2 separate regions of the Astyanax mexicanus genome follow, and region 2 is linked to region 1. A link is a contact called in public Hi-C data. All regions are on one chromosome and are shown on one strand. Each heading gives the region's core, a stretch centred on a gene start, on an enhancer-like site or on the middle of the called end of the contact. The rest is flanking DNA. Distances are from core to core; before and after follow the strand shown. Region 1 holds the start of LOC103032170 (polymerase delta-interacting protein 2). Region 2 holds the start of cenpv (centromere protein V).

Region 1 (2,743 bases), core at 152-2,651:
TGATATGAATCAATGGAATCGACTCTCACAGACGGTTCCACACACAGACATTTAAAAACACTCAATTACAGTTACTGTATTTGTCACATGTCTACAATAAGAAACTAGTTATTTCAAGTAAAACATGAACTTAATGCTATTAATTGTTGTTACAATTAATATACATGCAGACATAAATAATTATAAAGACAAATAATTAATTACAGCATGTAATGTTCTCCCTGTGTAGTGTTTTCTGTTGTGTTTAATATTTTATTACTGTGTACTTATTTGGTGTAACTAGGAAAATATATATATATCGGCTCAAGGCCTGTTACATTACTAACTTAGTATCAAACAATATTTATTTAATTTTTGCTGACCTCAATAATTGCATTAGTGGCATAGTGAGAAGATCCCATTACAGAGAATGAGCTCTTATGTCCTTTTGTTTAAAGACAACAGTTTATGGATGTTTTGTTTATGTAGTATATTCAAACAGTTCAATATTTCGCTACCAAATCCAATAATTGAATACTAATTGCTCTTTCAAACTTCATTGCAACTGCATTGTTACATTATTATGTGATATTATATGATATTTTATGAGTGACATAAAATGGTATTAAAATAACAACAATAACGTTAATCACAATAATATCTGGGCATAACTGGAAATAAACACTCAAAGTAAGCTATGTTTTTTTATGTAATTTAATTATTTTCTTGGCAAAGTACTATATAAATATGTGTAAGGCACAAAAGGTTAGACCTACATTGTAGGTGTGGATAGATTCATTATTTTTCATTATATCATTTTTTATCATTCTTAAGATTTTTTAATAAAAATATTTTATAAAATCTTTACTTTTTATTTGTCAATTGTTATGGTCATTTTCCAGTTTTTAATGTATATATATTTTATTCATCTAATTAATTTTTTATGTTATGTTTATTTTAAATGTGTATATTAATTTCCTTATGATTTCTAATCTAAATGTTTTCAATACCTTTAAAATTGTAAATAATCGGCTGCATTGTAAATTACTACCTAATTCCTATGTGTGCCTTAATTGTTTTGGTGTCTTTGAGGTCTGAAAGCTCGGCATCGTTTTTTGTTATTTCAGTCATTTCTCATTTTCGCCAAATAAAAGCTCTAAATGACAAAATTTTATTTGGAATTTGGGGGAAATTATGTTCGTAGTTTATAGAATAAAACAACAATGTTCATTTTACTCAAACATAAACCTATAAATAGCAAAATCAGAGAAACTAATTCAGAAACTGAAGTGTTTTTTTAAGCTGTATAATATTCCAGTGAATCAGAACCGAGAGTCCAAAGCTCAGGAGTCGAATCAGGTTTCTCAAATGAATCAAATGTGCAGAATCGACTCTTTTTGTAGGAGTCGGCACACAGAGCTAGCCTAACTGAACCGGTCTGTGGAAAGATGGCGGCGTGTGTGATACGCAGGGGGCTGCTGTCCGCCGTTAATAAGTACAGTAAACCCAGCTCGCTGCGGGCGCTGAGCGCGGAGCTGAGCCGCGGGGCGGAGGCGGGCCGGCGACGGGGTGTGCCGTGCTGTGTGTGCGGGGGAGCGGGTCTCCAGCAGCAGCGCTTCATGTCCTCCCGGTAAGAAGCGGTTCACAGCTTATCTCTGCGGAGCTAACGAGGCTAAAGCTAGTTAGCATAGCTAAGCTTTATTTACACTATTAATCAGTTCATAAATCACACGTTTACCTGCCTAATATCACTATTGACACTGTTAATAACCTGTAATCATATATAACCGAGCTGCCAGGCTTTCTAACACAGTGTTAGCTGTGCAGGCTGAGCTGTGCAGGCTGAGCTGCTGGATGGCAGGCTGTTGTGTAACCGCTTAAATTGCGCAGCTTGCTGGATTCAGCCATGCAAGGTCAGCTACTCCCCCAGCTCTACAGCTAAAGCCTTATTCTTCAACAGTTTCCACCTTAAAAAACTGCGGCGAGGAGTTATTTCCTCCTTAAAACTATGGTGAGAAATTGTTTCCACCTTAAAACTATGGTGAGAAATTGTTTCCACCTTAAAACTATGGTGAGAAATTGTTTCCACCTTAAAACGTGGGTTAGGAATTATTTCCACCTTAAAACTATAGAGAAATATTAGTTTCACTTTAAACTATGGTGAGTAATTATTTCCACATTAAAACTATTGGAGAGATATTAGTTTCACTTTAAACTATGGTGAGTAATTATTTCCACCTTAAAACTATTGGAGAGGAATTATTTCCACCTTAAAAATGTGGAGCGGAATTAGTGCCAAATAGAAAAGCAAACACTACCCTAGAAAAATACGGAGCCCCTAAGGTGACATCATGTTAAAACAAATATTGCAAGGACAAGACTAAGTAATGTGTGGGAATGAGATCTTAATGCATTGACACAGTTTATTAATGTGTGGGAACAAGATCCTAATGTGATCCTAATGTGTGGGAACGAGATAATTATGTCATAGCCACATAATAATAAAGTTTGCTTTTCAGTAAATGAGAGTGCCCATTAAGAATATTACAAGAATGTTAAGGTGTGGTTACCACAACTTATTAATGCGTGGGAACAATATCCTGATGAGTGGGAACAAGATCCTAATGCATTGCCACAACTTATTAATGTGTGGGTACGAGATCCTATTGCATGGAAACGAGATAATTAAGTCGTAGCCAGAGAATAATAAAGTTTGCTTTTCTGTAAATTAATGTTCATGAAGAATATTGCATGAATATTAAGG
Region 2 (2,743 bases), core at 170-2,669, 340 kb before region 1:
TGAGCTTCCAATTCAATGATTCATTTTAGTTACACTGCAGCTGTTAAAACAAGTCAAGACATCCCAGCTGACATGATCATGTGGAGCTCTAACATGGGTGAAACCTGGGCTACTTTATAGCACCTCATCTCACATGGGTCCCATTTAAGCCCTATATACAATGTACAATCCATGTTTAACTCATCACAATGGGGACCATCACTGACATCCACTTAATCGGATAACATGAAACTCGTAGACAAAACTTTTTAGTTCCTAGTGGGGCTCCCCACATACAGGCCCCACATGTGCCCATATAAAGGCCCAAAACACTTGGAAACTCATTACATTAAAAATGATGAGTAATGAATTTAGATTCTGGAATTATTTAAAATATAAGTGGGGTCTAAAAAAGAGATATTTAGAAGTTAATTTAACCTGAATTTACATTTACATTCAATTTGCCCTGTGATTTGTCTTCATCAGAATTTCATCTCTAAACTTGACATATTTTTATGTTATTTGTTTTCCTTGTCTGCTTTATACTAAATTTAAAAATAAGATAAAAAATAAAGACATTTTGGGGGGATGTCAACTAGCTGAGGTGGTCATGGGGCAGTCCTGATGAGAGCCATCAAAACATGATTGATGGTCTTTGCAACTACACTCCTTTCAAAGTTTATTCATTTTTTTTCTGATTTACTGACATTCAATTTTGACATTCAGTATTTTCTTATTTAATTAGTTGAGTAGTTCCTGCTATAATGTGGATTAGAACATTACTTAAATAGAGCTATTCACTGTATACTTGTAACTCTAACTCTTCACAACTTTACAACTGATGCTTTCAAACAATTATATATATATATATATATATATATATATATATATATATATATATATATATATATATATATATATATATACTGCACTGGAAAACATAAGGCACCGCCTAAAAATGAAAAGTTTGTTACAAATTTGAAAACCTCTGGAACCTGAGAAAGATGGATGATCACAAGCTATTAAACCAGGCCTGAACTGCTGCTAGAATGATGTTAGACTTTTTGACATAAAGTTATCCAAAAGCAGTGTGTAAGACTGGTGGAGGAGAACATGCCAAGATGCATGAAAACTGTGATAAAAAAAATGTATATACATATTGCATTATTTGAGGTCTAAAAGCTCTGCAAATAAAAAGCTTCTGCAAATAAATGCTCTAAATGACAATATTATTATTTGAAATTTGGGAGAAATGTTGTCTGTAGTTTATAGAATAAAACAACAATGTTAATTTTACTCAAAAATAAACCTATAAATAGCAAAATCAGAGAATCTGATTCAGAAACTGAAGTGGTCTCTATAGATGTGTGTGTGTGATTCAGTTGAAAACGAGTCGGTTCATCTGAACTGTAAAGACTCGTTTGAGTAGAACGAGTCGTTGAGGAGTCAGTGGTCACGTGGCCACGTGACTCAGCTGTTCCTCAGATCTTCCACCACTTTCGCAACAGTGTGATAATAATAATACTTATTTGGAGAAGAGACTAGGAGCTTATAGCGGCTGTTTTTTTACCTGTAGACCTGTAAACACGCTGATAATAACCCCAGACCGAAGCTCTGAGGCAGGAACTGTGCTATAGAGCAGCATGGCGGCCGCTGAGGAGGACAGAAGGTAGGGAGTGAGACTGTATTTACACTGTAAACTCCAATCACTGCTGAAATATCTACTAATAAAGCCCATATATACAATCAAATCATGTGTAGTTTAAATACACTGGTGTGGAAGTAGCTGTGTGCTTAATTAATTATAGGGAAATATATCTGTACTCCTTATTTTTTCAATTTAAACTACAAACTACAGATTACAAATCTTTTCCTCTGTCTTGCCAATCACACATAATCAGTACCCAATGATAAGAAACAATCACAATCACACAAGTGTTAAAATCCACTATTAAGGGCTCCGAGTGGTCCTTAGGACTAAGGCCCTGCGACTATGATCAGGAAATCGCTGGTTCGAATCCTGGTCATGCAGCTTGCCATCAGCTGCCAGAGTCCTGAGAGAGCACAATTGGCCTTGCTCTCTCTCTGGGAGAATAGATGGCGCTCTTTCCCCTCATCACTCCTAGGGTGATGTAGATCAGCACAAGGCGTCTGTGAGCTGATGTATCAGAACCGAGTTGTTGAGCGCTGTGATGCTACTCATTTTGCAAAGAACCGGGGTCTGACTTCACATGTATCGAAGGAGGCATGTGCTAGTCTTCACCCTCTTGGTGTTGGGGCATCACCTAATGAGGGGGTTGGGTAATTGGACTTGTAAGTGGGTTAAAAAAAAATATATCATTTATATATCAATTAAAACAACATATATAAAAATCCCTGTTTTAGAAAGTAAATGTACTAAGCCACTAAGGTGACATCATGTATAAAAAAATAAATATGCATTAAAACGAGGTTCTAAGGCGTGGCCACCAGAGCCTAATGAGTGGGGATGAGATAATTTAGGCATCGAACACACTTTTTTTTTTTTTTACAGTTTTTTTCCATGTACAGTCAGGTTGATGGCAAAACAGAATAATTGAAAATGTGTATTAAATATTTCTTCATTTAATGCTATATGCTGACTAAGGTGTAACACATAATATCCTACCATCCTAATGTCATAATAACCTATTGTTTTTTTATATATTTTTTGATTACAACTCTTTTGCTGGTTGTGTAATACTTGTATATAAAAATGTTTTATATTTAAACTGTTATAAACTTT

Evidence for each region. A called contact is a pair of places that touch in the nucleus more often than the background predicts.
Region 2: a contact with region 1 is called in a Hi-C map of blood, with 8 times the contacts expected there. The contact joins the promoter of cenpv here to the promoter of LOC103032170 in region 1. A contact is called at or near these places in 2 of 3 Hi-C or Micro-C datasets (blood and muscle).

What each region holds. Positions count from the first base shown.
Region 1 is chr1:11,181,658-11,184,400 of AstMex3_surface, reverse strand. It overlaps LOC103032170 (polymerase delta-interacting protein 2), which reads left to right and starts at 1,401. Exons shown (of 11, transcript XM_007233544.4): 1 at 1,401-1,609. The coding sequence starts at 1,428.
Region 2 is chr1:11,517,255-11,519,997 of AstMex3_surface, reverse strand. cenpv (centromere protein V) reads left to right here and starts at 1,419. Exons shown (of 5, transcript XM_022665829.2): 1 at 1,419-1,648. The coding sequence starts at 1,623.